Linked DNA regions of Anas platyrhynchos: region 1 is linked to region 2. Evidence: chromatin contacts called from public Hi-C data. All regions are on one chromosome and are shown on one strand. The core of a region is the stretch at or near the end of the contact, and the rest is flanking DNA. Distances in the headings are between cores, read along the strand shown.

Region 1 (5,508 bases), core at 2,732-5,231, 51 kb before region 2:
TACACCTAGAACAAATTTGTATGCCAAAAATTAAAAAGAAACATTAAAAAAATTCAAATGGATGCTGAGAATGTTACTGAATTTCAGTATCAGGGGAGACCTTGGATGAACTACTTAGTTTTCCGAAGCAACACAGAACATTTGAAAATTCAAACCTATTGTTTGTCAGCTAAGTTAGAAACCTACCTTCCAGAAGAGGACCTTCTTTCTCTTGAAAACTCATTTATCAGTAGTTTTCTTCTGTATCTGTAAGAGTTCAAGTCAGTAGTAAGAATATACACAAAGAGAACAGATAAGGCTGCATGTCCCAGCTCACAGTTAATTTTACTTCTCAGTTAAACAGTAGCCTTAAATAAATCAACCTAAGTACCTTCCCACTATGGAACAGTTGCTTCAGTTTTTCCCTAAAAACAAAACAAAAAAAACCAAACAACAAAGCAGAGCTCCAAGAACTTTCACTTCTCAACTCTTCTGTCTAAAAAACCTTCCCATGGTAAAAATACACAAAAACAGTAAATATCAAAAGGATGTTCAAAGGAGATCATTTAAATCTGGAGACACAGGAGAAGTTTTGTCCAAAAAGGAGAGGTTTAGTGACTCTCCAGTGTACTATGTCACTGCTACAGGACCTAAGCCACAGCTAGCCTAAAGCAGAACTTGCTACCTCTGAGTCTAAGGCCAAGGTTGGTCTGGTTTTACTACAACAGTTAAGTTAAAAATACAAGTCAATACAGATTCTACAAGAAAACTGCCATTTTCCCTCCTTTCTCCACATCTTAAAACACCCATGGGTACCTTGCAATTTCTTTGTTAACGTTGGTTCTCATTTCATCTTCTTCCACTGCAGCTGCCCAGTCTGAACACCGGGAAAGGGGGCCAGGGCCTTCAGGTGTTGTAAAGCTGAAGAAGAAAAAAAAAGTAAGAATTTACTTCATTGTATTTCATTGCTCTCCTACCATCTCCCCCCTTCACAGCTCGGTAGCTATTTGATATATTCATGTACAGTAATGACAATTCTGAAGATCTTCTATGTTTCTGTGCAAATGGCAGCATTTTAAAACTAAACAATTGATAGATCCACTTCGAGGTTGTCTGTTTTTGTTTTGTTTTTGTTAAGAAGTTTAGGTAGGTATCTGTAGAAACTAACCACTGTAGCAAGTTACCTAGCCTACACTTCAGTAAGTTTAAGTTGGTTTCCTTCAGAATATGGTATGTGAATTATCGTCTTCACTCGTTTACTCACTTCCGTATTTTCACTCCACTAAACAATTTATCAAATATTTACTTTCATGATTGCAGACTCGTTAGCTATAAGAGACAAAAGTTAGAACATGTAATTTTATTGTACAGATCATTAAAAAACACACTCAGTTTTCAGTTGGTAACCTGAGATTTGCTCTGACCTTGCAAACAGCATTTAACAACTTCATTGCAGCCCATTAACATCACGAGCAGATTTGGACTGTTAAAAGGGAGTAAGCTTATAACCTTTCCCAGCTGACAGCTGCCTACATTCAGATTATTAAATATGTTTTCCAGACCACCTCCTGTCCTGATGATTTATCTTCCTAAAGTACAAAATCAAAACCGCATCCCATGGACCAGAGCTTTCTCATTAGATCTGGAAATTCTCTGGAGAGTTACAAAAGTTCTGCCCAGAGAAGTCTCTTGAAGTCAGGGAATTTGACCCATCTGCACTAAAACCAGCTCCAAATCCCTTTCTGCTCCCAGCTCAGAAATGGGCTTACACTACTTTAATGTTTTTGTTAAATTCATGCTGGAAGTCCTTTTTAGATGAACTCCAGCTGCCAACTCAAAAAAGTTACAAGTCACCTTGCAAATATCTGTTCATCCAAAACTGATTTCTAGCATTTACTTAAGTTCATCTCTAACTGAAAAAGCAGATCCCATTTGATTACTGCTCCCCCGTGGAAGAAAATGGTGCGTTGCTGACTGTCCCAAAGTAAACAATTCAAGCATGCTTCCTGAAATTAATTTAGTAATTTATTTTTTATATCAGCCTTTGATCCATTGATCAGTCTCTTCTAGGCTTATCATCAGCAAACAAAGACGTGTACTTCTTAGGTACAACCCATCTCACTCTGGATTAGAAGCCTAGGTTCAATCAACAGGGCTATATGCTGCAACTCCCATCCACTGATGAGAGGAACAAAAGGTACCCTGGTATTTATAGCTCAGATGTAAACAGCGCTATAAAATAAGATACATTCACTAAATTGTCACTTCCTGTGCTGGGGAAATGGTAAGGAAGGCAAATGGCAAGGAAGGCAAATGTCAGCACTATGAACAGAGTGACTGACCTCAGAAGTGGGTCCCTCTACATTTGTTTAGAAACAACTTTTTGGGGCAATGTAGCATCCTCAGAAGTAAGACTTCAGAAAAAAAATAAGAGCAGATCACTTCACAGACTTTCATGTTTCATTAGCCAACTTTTTTTTTTCTTTTTTTTTTTTTTTTTTACCATAACAGAAAGCACAGCCTGTACCCACAAGGACAGATGGGTTGGCTCATGCTGTTAGCACATCATGATAAACAGCAGTAAACAGGCATAAAGCACAAGCATAAAAAAATAAAGAAAAACAGTGCAACTCATCAGAATTAATCACAGAATGGTCGAGGCTGGAAGGGACTTCTAAAGATCATCTACTCCAACCCCCTTGCTGAGCAGGATCACCTAGAGCACATTGTGCAGGATGGCACCCAGGCAGACTTTGAGTATCTCTGATGAAGGAGACCTCACAAGCTCTCTGGGCAGCCTGTCCCAGCGCTCTGTCACCCTCACAAGGAAGAAGCGTCCCCTTGTATTCAGTTGGAACCTCCTGTGCTTCAGTTTGTGGCTGTTGCCTCTCACTCTGTCGCTGGGCACAACTGAAAAGAGCATGGCTCTATCGTCTTGCTGCTCTCCCCTCAAATATTTATACACACTGATGAGGTTAAAAGGTTAAAGAGCCTTCTTTCTCAAGGAGCAACTCCAAGACACCACAGTAGATTATTCTCTCCTATTTACTGTGCACTGAGCTGTGTCAGGGGAGGATCATAGCATGTGTGAGGAAAAACAGCCTTGCTGTGTGGACACTCAGACCATGGGATGTGATCCCGGAGAGGTGCCCCACACCTCTCGGTGCTCAGGAGGCATTTGGATGCTGCCCTTATCGGTGTTCCAGCAGGGTTTTCCCCGAGGGGAGCAGCCCCGGACCTACCTGCCCAGCCTGCCGTCGGCTGCCCTGCCGGAGCTCTCGTCCCTCGCCGCGCCGCCGTCCTGGCTCTGCCGCCTCCGCTTCCCATCCGCGCCGCGCTTCCTCCCCTGGCACCACCGAGGAGCAGACTGCGGGCTGCCGGCGGACAAGACAAAGCCGTTATTTCCATCTCTATTAAAAATAAATAATAATAAAAAAAAACACAACTCCCCGCAACGACGCGGCGTCCCCTCACCGAGGGGCCAGCGGCTCGCAACATGGCGGCGGCGGCGCCCCCCTCATGAGGCGGCCGCGCTGAGGGGGAAGCGAGGGAGGGAAGCGAGGAGGAAGGGGGTGAAAGGAGATGGCCGAGGGGGACCTCCGGGCTCCCCCATGGCTCCTACCTGGCGGTCTCGGCGCCGTGAGGGCTCCGCTGCCGGGCAGCCATGGCGTGAGGCGGCAGGGAGCACAGCCGGCCCCGCTTCACATCTCCCGCCGCCGCAGCGCCGAGCCCGCCTCCCCGCCGGCCCCTCCACCGCGGCGCCCCGGGGGGACACACGGGCGTGTGGAGGGCTGAAGAGGGGGAAAATGCGGCCGCCGGGCCGCCGTCGAGCCTCACCGAGAACCAAGAGGGCTCCTCGGTGGTTGATGGAGGAACGGGAGGCTTCAAGGCGCTCCCGGCTCCGTCCCCGTCCCCCCCGCCGCCATGGTTGGGCCCGGCCCGGGGCGTGTTGGCGGGAGAGCCAAGCGCGGCCCCCGGCAGCGCCATGGCTGAGGCACCTCCCTCTCAGCGCCAAAACCCCCCCAAAAAAAGGAGAAAAAGGGAAAGGGGAGGCTGGCCGGGATTTAAAGGTTAGGGCCTGGAGGCAGCAGGACGGCTCTTTAATACAGGAGGAGGAGAAGGGTATTTAAATGGCCGCTTCTAGCCCACACTCAAGAGCTACAGTGTAAATTTATGTCTTATGAAGAAACATAACCTTAAACAACAATTAAAATCAGTATTGAATAACATTGCTTATGCCATAAGGTCACTAAACTTCTAAATAAGTGGGGTTTTTTGTGTTACTATAATTTCAAGCACAGGCATCACGAATTCCCATGAACCTGTGAGACCTGCTACAGGTTGACATTTACCAGAAACTGTCTGGAAAACACCCCCAGTAAAACACAAACACACTTTTAAATAAAATATCTTTCTTTTATTATTTTTGAAATGTAATAACGGCCAGATTTCTGCTGATTCTGTCAGCGTTCAAAAAGTGGCAAGGTGGAAACAGGAACGGGATGTTTATCTAAAGACAACACGTAATAGTCATTCTAGATTTCTGGTTGTAAATTTACTGCTGTCAAGGGGTTACTTCTCAGGAACTGTAAGCTTTTTAAGAACCATTGTCATCTGTGGCCATAGCAGCACTCTCTTGCTGTAGAAGCTGGCACAATTTTGCATTAATTCTAAGAATGCAGTTTCCTGCATCACAAACCCAGCAATCTTGCCCTGACCCAGGTGGCCTCTCCATTAGGGGCATTTGGTTACCACCTGCAGCATGGGATAACTTGTTTTCCACTATCCATGTCTTCATCATGTCTTTTAAATAAATAAGAAAAAAAATATTACCACTGTACAGCAGCTAACTTTGAAGGTAAACGCATCTTAGATGTCCTGCTTTCAGATCTTAGTGTTTTACTGAGCATGGAGCCAGCTTGTTGTCACAGAACAGCATCTCGGAAACTTCCTACAACAGACCTCAAAGAGAAAAAGCACAGGACCTGTCTGCAAACTTTGAGAAAAAAAAAACATGAGGCGTCTCTGGGCATAAGAGCAAAAGGAAGAGGTCAGATATAAAGGTCTCAGATCAGCACAGGGATCACTGCAGTATTACCTATGTGCTCTTGAAGGCCGATAGGAGGCACCTACCAGCTCTGAGAAGCTCAGCATTGCCCTGAAGTGGTGAACATCCTCTTCATGGTGATTTACAGAGCTCACTGTCTCTTGTCTTTCTGTAACAAGCGAAACTCACACTATTAATTTCCTCCAAAAGGTCCAAACGCTATTTAAGCACTTGGCTAAACTTTCTTTTGCAAAGCTGGGCCAAACAACGGATGGATGAATAGAGACATTGCCACAAACCTCCCAGCAAAACGAACAGCTTCAAATTGAAAGTGCTCTGCCTGCTTGCCCTTGTTGAGCTGCACCAAGCCAGACCAAGAGTCTTCAGCCACTAGTTTGCAATAGCTTTTAGACTGTAAACAGTTTGAAATCTCAGCGGGTAGGTGGCTTGTTTTGAGTTTTTGCATTATTTTGCTTAATTTT
Region 2 (5,268 bases), core at 1,410-3,909:
CAAAAGGGCTTGTTCCCATAGATGGGTCACAGAAATGACCAATCGAGGCTGCTGTCTCAGGATGCTCTCTAAGCTACTGAAGGAGTTAGTGTTTTGAAACTTAAACACATCCAAGAGCAGAATCTGGAAATGATCTTGAATAACTGCCTGATTCAGCTTGTTTGTAGACACATGATTTGTAAGCCATTAGCACTAGTCAAGCTGTTTTGTATTGGCTGAACTCTTTCAATATTGTTCAGGCCCTTAATCTTTATGAAACACTGTGATCAAATATACTTCATGGAGGAAGTCTTGAAATGCTTTGTACAGCCACATCAGTCTCCTTTGTTAGAACAAATAAATAGAAATATTTCTGAGGGTTGAAACATATTGCTGGAAGTGCATGCTCTTAGTTCTACTGCATCATGGTTGTACTTTTGCCAATGCTGAAGACTCAAAAACAGATAATTCTGATGCATTCCTGCTGTTACGAAAAAATATCCTGTATTTATGTCTTCACGGTTATGGCTAAGGTTTGAATAAATGAGGAAACAGTAGACCTATAACTAGAACGATGAAATGAGTCATTTAGCACAGAAGTATTTTTTTCCTGTTTCAGATTTGATTTTTCTTGTATTTTATGTTAGGAACTCTTATTAAAATGGTTTAACCACTCAAGCAATTAACACAAGCTGGAAACTACTACCACATGTTGGTAAAAGTACCGAAGCATCATGCCATGGAGATGTCTGTCTTGTGAAGTTTAAAATCCAAACCATTGCTATCATCTTGAATTTCAGTATACCTAACAAAATGACCTTGAGTCTGAAAAGTCTAAGTTTACCAAAATTTTTAGAAACAAATTGATCTATGGAAATCTGTTGAAGTAGAGGAACTATAGCTAATTCTGCTTCACTTCCTGGGGATCTTACGGGGATCTACATGAGATCTACAAAGTAGACTGTCCCTTTTGAGTAAATTTCTGTAAGTCACTAGCATATAAACGGACTTTCTATTCCATGTTGGGAAATGTGGCTTATTGTGACTCAGCTTGCTACCTGTAGCATACCTTACATGTACCCGTAACTCTTCTTTTTTTTCTTTAACAGACTAAAGAAAACGATGAACTAACAAAAATCTGTGATGACTTGATTTTGAAGATGGAAAAAAATGCATAGCTTAATTGTTCTTGTAAATATTTCTAGTTTTTCTGACTTCCTGTCCCATGTGTTCATTCAGTCTTTTAATTATGTATTGGGGGAAAAAATAAAACTTCTGATTTGCACTCCTCTTGTATATTATTATCTCTTGTTGGAAATGTCAGTTTACTGATATGTTTATAAATACTGAAGTTCAATTTTCTCTTCTGGTATGTATCAATATATTGCCTACTTTCACATATGTCAGTGGAAGGAAAAACTAATCGTCTTACCCTCAGTCTCTTCCCTGTGTGAGAACACCAAGATTCTGTGATATCCTGGCTGCTGATGAAGGTCAGCATTAAGGACATGTCTATCTTGCGCTTCCTGCTGTGTCATTTCAGTCAAAACTTTATGAAGTTAGAGGATTGTAGTTTTAAGCAGACTAGGTGTCACATCCTGTCAATGGTGACTTATGTTCCTTCTTTATAAGTGACAGTTGTGAATCTTGAGAAGACTTGATAGCTGTTTGCAGTAAACCAGGCCAATTACTGACCTTGAAAGTGAATACTGAGCAGAATATTGTATAGGAGTGTTTTGTACTTTATTTCCAAGCAGGGCTTGGCGGTGGGGGGAAGAAGGTTTGGGATATTTTTTTCACTTAGTGATGTAAAAAAAAACCTCAGAACTTCAGCTTTTCTTTATTAAAAGAAAAATATAAACCTGAGCTGAAGTGATTTGTTTTCAGATGAGCTAAGATGCCAAGGGACTGGAAAACAGGACAGACTTGCTTGCTACTCTACTGCCGTAATATTTTTCAAGTCATTAGTCTGATGCTATTGACTTTCCAGTCAGCCATCCAGAGCTCTATGCCACTCTTACAGAAAGGCTTTGAGGAATGTAGTAGGCTGCAGGTCACAGGTCATAATGAAATCAGTTTTAATTAGGACAGAAGTAGATACGTCAGATAAGTTATTACCTAACAGACCTTCTACAGGATTGTCTCATTGTGTAAGCTATAGTTTTTCGTTTAATATTACTGGGAGGTCATTCCCTCACTTGCCTAACTAGTAGCTGCATTTTTCTCTCAGAAGGGTTGTTGCTGCCGGGTGTGCTTGTGGCTGTACTTGGAGCTCTTCCCGTATTTGTTAAGGGTAGTTTGCTTGGGGCAGGAGGAAAAATGACTAACAGTACTTAAATCATGGAATCTGGGGTATACTCTGGCTAGGTAGCTACTTGTCATTATTGGTATGTTTACAGGAAGCTGTATGTAGCTAGAATACTTGAGACCTGTTCCACTCTAGGGTTAATTAACACTTCAAAGCTCATGGTGCGTTGAGTTTTCTTTCACTTTATAGTTTCAGAACTAACCTGGGAATGTCAATGTGAAGTCAGTAGCAATGATATTGAATGCCCGCTTCCTGCAGAAATTGCTTTGCTAGATTTTTTTCTTTAATCTATAGCTCAGGAAGTGCTACATGGAGGCAGAGAAGAAATCATTCACAGAACAGACTGTACAAAAACAAAGCCTTGCTATATCAACTTTAGATAACAGGGATTACTCCAAGCTGTGTCTTGGAGTGTCCCTTTGTAATAGACTTAAACAGAACTGAGAAACTTGGTGCCTGTTGAATATGAACTTCTGCTCATATTTTAATTATGGAGACTAATTTCTCTTGAAGTTCTCAGTGAATACTGAGGCTGCAGGTTGATGTTAAGATAAGATTAAGCGTGCAGCCACAAAGTGTAGTCCTTTTCTCTCTGGTGTTGGATCATCTCTGTGGTGTGCTGGCCCGGATGGACTAACTGGCCAAGGTGAAAGGGTGTCTGATTAGAAGAAACTGGTTTGCAGGGGATCGATGTGCTGTGAAGGTTCACTTTTTACATCTAGTACAAAAAGGGATAAAAAACAAAAAAGGCAGGTCACTTTGGCAGAGTAACTGACTACCTTAATGCAAAACTGAACTTGAACTAATAACTCTACAAACTCATTAGAAATAAACTTGCAATGGCAAATCTTCCCACAAGATGTAGCTGCTGCTCTTCCAAATGTTGGCTGTAAATGGCAGGGCTGTGTGTCAGCACACTGCAGAAGTGGAGATAGTCCCTGACTAGTGCTTAATACTAACAAGGCAATTGTTCTAGTAGGTTCCTGTTGGGAGGGATGAAGAGCTGCAAAGTGATGTATGCCAACAGACTGTATATACATAGTGATAACACTACATGAAACTTCAGTGCTACAGCTATCAAAGTAGTAATCATACCACCAATTAATATAATCAAGTTCTTCAGAGTTGGCTGGGTGACGGGGTCTCTGTTGCTAGTTTTGCCCTTCTGCTCTATGGATGTGGGATGGGGGAGTTGTAGGCATTTTGTGTGTGCCTTTAGGCAGCTGCTGCACAAGGGAGTACTGGCACCCTCCTCACCTTCCTTCGTTCCGTCAGGGTGAAATGTCCATGGATGGCTTTGGGTGAACTGCATAAGCAGACAGTCTCTGATCCAGTATCTCGGCAGATAAAGGGAGGAGAGCTGTGAAGTGGAGGAAGGAGAGGAGCCTCTCAGCTTGCTTGTTCCCTTGCTTGAATATAAGGGCATTGCAGACACCTTAGTCCCCAGTCTCCTGACTGAGGTGGATGCAGATCAAGTCCAGTAAGAGAGCAGCACACCAGATACAATTCTCATTTGGTCTCTTATCACATGTATCATCAAGAATCACATCTCATGTGGCTGTTTATTGCCTATTGATATTGAATAATGGAAACTGCACTTCAGTAAGATGTTGAGAGACAGCACACCACAGTCCTACTGCAATCTGTGACTACTGTGCTGTGAAATCTGCCTGAGGCTCTTCTATTTGCTGGTTGTCTCCCTCTGTACAAGATAACTACGTGGCAATCATCACTCAGAGATGGCTATGAATACCTGTGCACTGAGGAGGATGAGTGGGCAGTATTTGAATGTGTGAGTTACCAAAGCTTATCGCTTGAGTATTCCTTAACTTCCAGCCTGGATGACTACATTTTGCTTGTCAAGTTTGTGCATGGCTTTTTTTCCCTTTTGCTTCTTTGTATGGTCTGCTTTGACCTTTGCATTTTAATCAGCTCAGAAGGGATAACTTATTTTTCTCTACAGGTGCAGTATATATCTTCAATTTACACTCACAGTCTGTGAGAAAGTCTAATGTTTCATAATTTCTAGTTGAAGAGCATTTAAGTGTCACCTTCCTTATTTCAAAGCATCATTCTTTTTTTTAACTATTATTCCTCTAGTGCTGGACAGTCCCCATCAGAAGAATTCATTTTTACAGCATGCAATATAGGAGGCTGGTTGCACAGTACTGAAGCTGTGTGTTCCAGTTGGATGAGATTAGAGTGCACTACCCTCAGATATGCATCAAGCTGGTTGGTTTATCTTATTGCTATTTACTAGTAGCAAGCAGATAATAGGGAAATAGCTTACTGCCTGGTGCTTCTGTGCTCGCTTGTTTTTCTTTATTCATACTAAAATAACATTTATATAAATGCAAGTAATTGCTAGGTGCTGCACAATCAGTGTGATAGTTCTTGCTCCAGACAGCCAGTTTCTGGTTCAAGTATACAGGATGAGATATTTTTATTTCAAAGTTGATTAGAGTGGATCAAAGGTACTGAATCTGTTGTGAGAGCTAACTGCACTCCTGTATTTATAGTAAGGTCTTTCAGGGGACTGGGCTTTTAACACCTTTTCATGATGTTTCCCGGGTTCTTCATATTACTCAAGTCTTAAGGGTGTGCAGCTGCCCTTGGACTCTTCTCAGCTGTGCTACTGTGCAGGCAATCTGTGTTGATGTTAGTCAGACTGTGATGGGACTCCTTTTTCTGTTAGGTTTTCAAAGCAAATGTAACTGCTTAGCCTTGTCTAGCATATCCAAAGTCACCTTTCCAGCCATGTCAGCTCCTGTTCCATTATAACCTGATTTCAGGGGAACACTGTTCATGGTCCAAGCACAGACTACCCGGACTCACATCTAGTTAGAGACATAGGTTCTGAAGTCATGGCTCAAACCCTGCTGCATTTAATACATATCTCCAGACTCATTCCAGAATTGAAAGGTTGCATTCTGACTTTCTAGTCCTTTTTGCACTGCTCTGGTTTAAAGAAATGCCATAGT

The links. A called contact is a pair of places that touch in the nucleus more often than the background predicts.
Region 1: a contact with region 2 is called in a Hi-C map of small yellow follicle, with 2.0 times the contacts expected there. The contact joins the promoter of SLBP here to the enhancer-like site in region 2. A contact is called at or near these places in 3 of 8 Hi-C or Micro-C datasets (liver, skeletal muscle and small yellow follicle).

Annotation. Positions count from the first base shown.
Region 1 is chr4:72,151,642-72,157,149 of IASCAAS_PekinDuck_T2T, reverse strand. SLBP (stem-loop histone mRNA binding protein) reads right to left here and starts at 3,981. Exons shown (of 9, transcript XM_027455698.2): 1 at 3,602-3,981; 2 at 3,222-3,353; 3 at 796-900; 4 at 187-246. The coding sequence starts at 3,966.
Region 2 is chr4:72,099,157-72,104,424 of IASCAAS_PekinDuck_T2T, reverse strand. It overlaps TACC3 (transforming acidic coiled-coil containing protein 3), which reads left to right. Exons shown (of 16, transcript XM_027455696.3): 16 at 1,089-1,264. The coding sequence ends at 1,157. Among named protein-coding and RNA genes, the nearest start is that of TACC3, 21 kb to the left of the region's middle. Within about 2 kb of position 2,659, at least 4 of the 8 cell types and tissues checked have an H3K27ac peak or open chromatin away from gene starts, as enhancers often do. A contact at or near this core is called in small yellow follicle, where this site is marked.